Linked DNA regions of Thunnus thynnus: region 2 is linked to region 1. Evidence: chromatin contacts called from public Hi-C data. All regions are on one chromosome and are shown on one strand. Each heading gives the region's core, a stretch centred on a gene start, on an enhancer-like site or on the middle of the called end of the contact. The rest is flanking DNA. Distances are from core to core; before and after follow the strand shown. Region 1 holds the start of zhx2a (zinc fingers and homeoboxes 2a). Region 2 holds the start of znf407 (zinc finger protein 407).

Region 1 (3,832 bases), core at 587-3,086:
GGCAGTTTTACAACAAAAACGAGAATGTTTAGTTGTACGGAGTGTGAATGCTGCCCAAACAATGTCATAATACTAAAAAGCAAGGAGACAAAGTCAGATGGGGACTCCTTTATGTACAGTTTACAGTGACCTTGGATAAACTTTACAGCACGGTCTCCTAGGGTCTACCTAAAACATACCTGTATGATATTATGTGTGTGTTATGTGGTTGTTATTATCACATGATGATGGAGAATACAAAGCAGGAGATGATATTCACTTTACCCTGGGAGCAAGCAGAATTATTTGAACTGTATGCATCTGTTTATATATTTTGTGTTTACTATTATGCCATGCGCTGTGCTTAATACTTGTCCTCTATATCTGTTTGTGTACACAGTGACTTCACGAGGGAAGCAAGACCATGAAATTAACAACCACTATCCCTCCTGAACGTATTACAGGGTGCACTGAGGACACATTTGTGTTGACTCCAGAGCATGGCTGCACACAGTCTGACTACATTTACAGTCTGGGGCACTCTCACGACCAAAGTTAATATCCTGAATAAAAAAAAAAGGACCACGCCTGACTTTTTTTTTTTTTTTTTTTTTTTTTTTTACAGCAGTTACAGGCCTACTGCAATGAGAGGATAGAAGAAGTGAGCTCCTGTGCTACGGCACTGTCTGCCCATCTGTCTGCATGCAGTAACAGCGGCGGTCTGGGAGGGGAGGAGGCATCACCAGGGGTAACGTTACGCCTACATCACGGAGTCGCGCAAATCAAAGTCTATAAACAACGTCGGACTCCCAAAGTTGCACTCAAACCCCGGTGCCGCTGAAAGCTGTGAGCGGAGACGGTGGCAGGCGGTGCGGAGTTGAACGGCCGTTTCCACCGGGCCAACCCGAGATGTGACAGAGGGGCGCAGAAAAAAAAAAAAAGAAAAACCCCTCTCCCCAAATGTTCCCCCTCTCGCCATCGACGTAACAACATGTCGGCAAAGGACGGCCATGTTTTGCTGGTTATGTCGACACGGGGAGGAGGAAAAGTAGACACGGTGTTTCTCCTCTCCGCCGTCTCCCTCCACGGTCACGATAATGTATCAAAGTGAAACTTAAACGCGGGGGGGCGAAAAACGTCCAATTACCAACTTGGCGGACACATTGTCTCAGGAGGCAGGTGTAAACGGCAGCGGCAGGCAAAGTTCATGCGGCTAGACAAGTTAAAATATTTATACGGAGGCGTGTGGGTGTTTGGGAGCCACGCAAAGGCAGGGCAAGCCATGAGAGAGGCACAAACAAACAACTACATGCAGTTTTAACTTGAGGGACTTTTGAGGAGGAGGAGGAAGAGGAGGAAGAGGGGGTGGAGGGGGGTAGGGGGGGTGGGAGCCGTTTGAAAAACAGAGGAAGAGTTGATCCGTTTCTTACCTGCCCACCGTTTTGGCGCGATGCTCAGGTAGTGCGGTACAATCCCAAAGCGACTGCTAACCCGACAAAACGAGCCGAGGCTGTTTTAAACACTCCCACGGCGGTCCAATAGCCGAGCAGACAACAGGCGACAGGAAAGGAAAAAAATTGGCGATCACAAGGAGGATCTACGCCAAAAGCCACATGATCGCCGACGTCAGAGTACGTATTTGCATGTCGTACCGGAGCGCCGGTGTCCGTCCACAGCGGGTCCATAGTGTTACAGCCGTGAAAAGTTCAGAAGCAGACAGAGGAAAGTGGAACAACTCTGTGTCCAGGCGGCAAGAGGAGTGCTGATGGCTCCATGAAGCATGCCTGCCGGTGTAAAAATGAATGAACTGCGTGTTGTTGCCGTCAACTTGTCCCTGTGCTGATGCCTGCCTGCGTCTGCTTGGAGCTAATTGGATATTAAAGTATCATAGGGGGGCGTTTGTTACCCCTCTAAAGTCCCACCCTCCCTCTCTCACCCCGCCCACCTCTCTCTCTCTCTCTCCCTCTCCCTCTCTCTCTCTCTCTCTCTCTCTCTCTCTCTTTCTCTCTCTCTCTCTGTGCATGCTGTTATGTGAGGTGAGGTGTGCGGTTGCTGCAGTGCTTTCTCAAGTGGAAGCTGTTGTGTCTTACGCCAGTGATTCTCAAACTTTTTCACATCAAGGACCCCTAAACTGTCATAAATTAGACCACAGACCCCCATCTAATACGCTTTCTGCTTTTAGATGTTTCATTTCAGAAAATGTATGAAACCCATGACCAAAATAGTCATACATCCTATCATGTGTTACTGATGGATGGAATTATAGTGAAAATAAATGATTCCCCCTTTTTGCTGGGGACCCGCTGGAGCCCCCTCAAGGACCCCTAGGTGTCCCCGGACCCCACTTTGAGAACCACTGTCTTACACAGTGGGGAGAACCTGCACACATCACTGGCTCTCACACTAGAAAACACACACACACACATCTGGATACAGGTAAGTCTAAGGTCAGCTGATACTCATGGTTTGTTTTGGTGAGAAACACTGCCCTGAATGACACAGACAGCTCAGTGAACTCACACACAACAGTGACCTCCACTGGGCGCATGCATGCATGCATCACGTCCCTCGTGTAGCTTCCACAAAACTCAATGTCGGTCAAGAAAAGAACTGATAAGAGTGATATTTCACTAAAGTGGGAGATTTGTTTTTACCTGCACTCCTGCACAGAGGTCAGGGTGTTGGTTCAATAAACAACAGAGTAGTGACCCTGGAGTTAGGAGGTATGCATCGCTGAGATGTGCTGATATGTGGCCTGAACCCAAGTCATTTCTTGAAAGACAGTCTTAAGTTCACACGCTAATGTCATTTTATTACTTTAGAAGTACAGGGATGTCAGTGGAAAAACTAATCAACTGATTTCTTTCAGTTTCAGAAGTGTTTTTTGTGGAGATGCAAGGCTTTGAGAGGACTAAGTGTGATAAATATATATGATATATATGAAAGACTTTTAGGCTCAGCTGGGGCTTTTCATTTGCATGTTCCCTGTCTATTTGTACGGACACTTTCACCCAAAAACAAAAGACATGTATGCCAGGTATTTATAATGATCAGAGTCACTCCCCACCCCTACACTGCTCCTAAATAGTAAGGATGCATCAAATACAGGATACAAACTGTAAATAAAGTATAATTAGGTATAATTATTTGTTGTTTGAATTGAACATAAGTGACAAACATTTGGGTATATTTTATAATATAAAATGTTGGTGATGTCAGATAATGCAGTTTTTACTATTGAAACTATTATACAAAGCTTGCTTCTGTATTTGTGTGTCATTGTCACATTGTGTCTCGGTGTGTGTCCTTGTGCAAATGAGGCAATAGTGTATAACTGATACATGATATTACTTAAACAGACTGGCCAGTGAGTGAATCCAGGCAAAAAATGAAGTTTCCTAATTGATTTCCCCCAAGACTACTGGCAGTAACAGAAAAAGATAATAGAGATAGATCGAGTTGAGACATCATTCATGCAAAAGGGAAAGCAAATTAGCTTCATGAATGTGTTGCATAAAATGTTGTACTGTTGTGCTGTTTAGGGTAATCTAATTTAGTTTAGTGTTTTTGTACTAGTCAAATCTTTTCTTCACAGAGCCTACAGTCTCAGCAATGTCAATGCAGTCTCCATTATTTAAAATGATCAAAATTATTTAAAGTCCCCCTCCACTAAAATGTGTTTTGCTTGTCACTACATTTGCAATGTTTGGCCTTCACTTTGCAGAATGATGTGTAGTTTGAGACCAGAAGGCTGTTTTCACATTCATCTACTGAAAGTGAGAGGTTTTTCTGTGCTCACTGAAACTCTGAGTTTAGTGTGTGTGTGCCAACGAGCATGATTTATGACATCATA
Region 2 (3,832 bases), core at 576-3,075, 220 kb after region 1:
AAACAGTAATAAATACACTATGTTAATCTTTGTTTGAGTGAAGATCAGGATACAATTGATAATCATATATTTACGTTTTATAAGACTCTTTATTGTTCTAATCAAGAAGCTGATTTTTCCTGTTTTTGTTAAAGGACGGGACCCCAAAAATAGGTGAGAATTTCAAAGTTCTAACAGTAGCTAAAAGGAGCAGAGCTGGACACTGCCATTTCACATATGTCTAATGGAAGGTTACCTGACCCCAGCAGGTCTCACAACAGAGTTTTACAAACACTCCTGGACTGAAATTAGAGATTTACGATGCTTTTTAAGAGTGTAAAGTCAACTCCATTTTGTCACCAACTATGAAACAAGGTATAATCACACTTATACCAAAACTGAACAAAAATAAATTATCTTTGGACAATTGGAGGCCTATTACACTTCTTTGTGGAGATTACAAGCTTTTAGCATGTTTATGCTAATAGACCTAAGGAAGGGCTGAGCAAGATAACTGATGAAACACAGTCCACATTTATCAAAGGGTGAAATATTCATAATCATACTTGATTAGTCTTAGATATACTTGATTATAATTCACTGATCCCACATGATAGCTCAATTTTATTCTTAGATTTCTTTAAAGCTTTTGATGCTTTAGAACACCACCTTTTGTTTAAAGCCTTGGAAATGTTTGGTTTTGGAACAAGCTTTTGAAATGTTTTTCAGATGTTTTATAGTGATATAAACAGTAGTGTATCTCTGTCCTTTATTATTAACATTCAAGGTATTGAGACATTTTGGAAAAATTACATTTACCCACAATTTCTCACTAAACAATTCTTTATTGTGGACACTTGTTATCCTTTGAAGATTTTACCATAAGTATAAAACTACTCTTTCAAGAAAAGAGTATGACAAAATCTGTAAAGCCATTCCCATTCCTTTACTTCAGATGATACAAAGAAGTGTGCAATTGTCTTCGATTGTGACTTTTTTGCCTTCTCTAAAAGTCTGTTATGTCAATTTGTTGGATAAAAGATGTGATAACAGAACAGTTATTCTGGTTTTTAAACAAAAAAATTGGGGGGACTTATGCTCTGTATAGGATAATATAGAGGCCCCTTTAAGGAGACAATCCTGTTCTTTTTATCTATCATGTCCTATTGCTCTTGAAGTCAAAGAAACTCATTTTAAAAAAGTATCAGCAATAGCTATACCCTTTTAGTGATTTTCTACACAATAAGATTTAAATGTGAAGTGGATCCTTGCATCTTTTGTTCTTCAGAGGCTGAAAACATGTATTTTTTAAATGTTCATATGCTAATTTGTTTTGGTCCAATATTCATAATTGGTTGTCATTAGAAATGGATAACATACCTTCATTTACTTACAATGCTATAATTTATTTTATGGACAGCTTGGATGCAAACATTTCAGATACTGTTAATCTTGTGATTATTTTGGATAAATATCATATAACGTTACATACTTGTAAGTGGAAAGGCCCTCTTTCACCGTATTCGTATATATTTTGCCAACTACTTCAAGTTGCTAAAAAATATAGAAAAAACTAATAGAGAGGCTAAAAAATTGTATTCATCTTTATCTCGGTCCTTGCCATTTTAATGTCTTTTATCTTGCACTTTTTTGTTGTTTGTTTTGTTTTTAAAAAAACAACTTTTTCCCTCTTGATTTTAAGTATAATGATACCTCTTTAGTGTGTTATTTGTATTTGTCCGTGTTGTAGCATAATTTCCACCATTGTTGATTGAATTCTATACTGCATTTTGTTTATTCGCTGTCTTGTTTCCTTGTGCTTAATAAAAAAAGGAAAAAAAAAGAAAAAACAGAGATGCAGCGAGCGGACCGCCTCTTCATGTGACGCATGGCTCATGCTACGGTACGCCATTTGTGTCTAGCAGCAAAAAGCGCGGACAGTGGGAACAGTCGTTTAATTAGAGGTAAGTTTAGTGCATTTGTCACTATATTACCTTATTATTACCCAAGTCGCTTTTCATGAAACAAAAGACCGCTCTTTCGGGTGTTTTCAAGTTCTGTCTCGATAGTGTAGGTGACAGTTTCAGAGGTCGATGTTAGCCTCCTTTTTGGGCCTCTGTGCTGCCGTCGTTTTCCAAGCCTCGGAACGATTAAGACCCGCCTTTGCCCCCCTATGATTGGATGACACAGACGATGTAGCAATGTAATTGGTCGCGCTGTACGTAGCTCAAAGTACAGTTGAGGAACATGTTGCTAGTTAGCACATTAGCCACACAGTAGCCAGCAAATGAGCATTAAAACCCCCAACATCTCGACCTAGTATGTGTCCTGCTGCAAGATCCAGCCACACCATGAAAAGAGAGATTTCACAATTTTGGTAGCATTGCAACATGACATATTTCGCCTGTCGTTGCAGTTTGAAACGTGCAGTTAAGAGTCTGTTAGGCTAACTTGTATTACTTTCTAGCTTGTACCGCAGGCTCGGTAATATTAAACTATTGGAACTTTACCGAGAATAAGTTACCAAACCGACAGGTAGAAGTCTTGTTAATTTGGTCTCGGTGTTGGACAAGTGGTAGACAGCAGTCACAGTCCTAGTCCAATTGACATATTATATTATTAGCTTAGCACCCTTAGCTGAGATGCTATCCTTTTCTCGCAAAGAGGGATAAAAAAACAGGGAAACTATTTAATTTAATTTGAATTAAGACCTTTCATGATCCAACGGAAGGGGTCTCTCATTTCAGCGTCAATGCAACTTGACGTTAGCAACCAAGCAAACAATACATCAATAAAAACCCCATGTTGATACTGTGTTCCCCCTGTCAATCCTGCAGTCGTATTCTCCCACAATACTCAGTGGATGGCGGTAGTGAGCACACAGAGCTCAGTCTCAATACTATATATATGTATAATAAGATCTTATAATACATCCATGGTCTCGATACTGGATTGTACTGAAATATAGTGACCACTGGTTGCGTGCAACATCCTGATGAATATTATCCCTTCGTGATTGGCTGGATGGGTTCATATTATGAACAAAATAGAATCTCCGTTCTGTTGCTGCAGATTATGTGCAACTTTTCAGTTGCAGTTGAACTGCAGAACAACAAGCATCAGTTTAGGCCATCCCAATATATGGATGTGCAATGATCTCTCTGTAACTGTAGTTATAACATAAACATGGCCAATCTTTATGGATACTACATTTACATTTAAAATACAAATAGGTTATGAGGCTGGTAGTGGAAATAAAGTATGAATCATAACACAGAATGAAAGTGGCCCTCCTTAATGAGGCAAATCCAAGTAAAGGATGGTAATTAGTATTGGACTATCAAAATGGATGAGATGTACATAAAACTGAAAAAGAAAAAGACAAGAATTTTTAACCTTAATGACAATTAAGGATTGTGGATTAAGGATTTTGTTGCTTAATATTTCCCCAATTTTATACAAACTCTTACCTAGTATCTTTGCCCGTTAAAAAAAATAAAAGATTTGTTGAAACTGTTAGAACTGCGTGAGGATTTAGATATATGGTTATTCGTAATTGTGGCAACTAACTGTAGCTCCACTGTGTCATGTCTACAGGCATTTGATAATGAGTCTTAAACCAGCAATGATATATTTGTACTCTATTAAATGACCGTGACTCAACCAGAGTTTTTTTTCTCATTTGAAGCAGCAGCTGTAGCTCTCATGCTGGTCTGTCTTTTTAACATGATTTGTGTCTGCCTGGAGGCACTAGATGGCGACATTTACTTGTGTTTGGTCAGACAGTGTTTTTGAAGGATTGATCACTTTCCAGAAGCTTGTGGTGAATTACACAATTTGTGGCTAATGCAGT

Evidence for each region. Hi-C and Micro-C count contacts between places; a contact is called where the count stands out from the background.
Region 2: a contact with region 1 is called in a Hi-C map of muscle, with 8 times the contacts expected there. The contact joins the promoter of znf407 here to the promoter of zhx2a in region 1. A contact is called at or near these places in 3 of 3 Hi-C or Micro-C datasets (heart and muscle).

The regions. Positions count from the first base shown.
Region 1 is chr10:25,134,539-25,138,370 of fThuThy2.1, forward strand. It overlaps zhx2a (zinc fingers and homeoboxes 2a), which reads right to left and starts at 1,837. Exons shown (of 13, transcript XM_067602264.1): 1 at 1,410-1,837.
Region 2 is chr10:25,355,612-25,359,443 of fThuThy2.1, forward strand. It overlaps znf407 (zinc finger protein 407), which reads left to right and starts at 1,826. Exons shown (of 10, transcript XM_067602268.1): 1 at 1,826-1,943.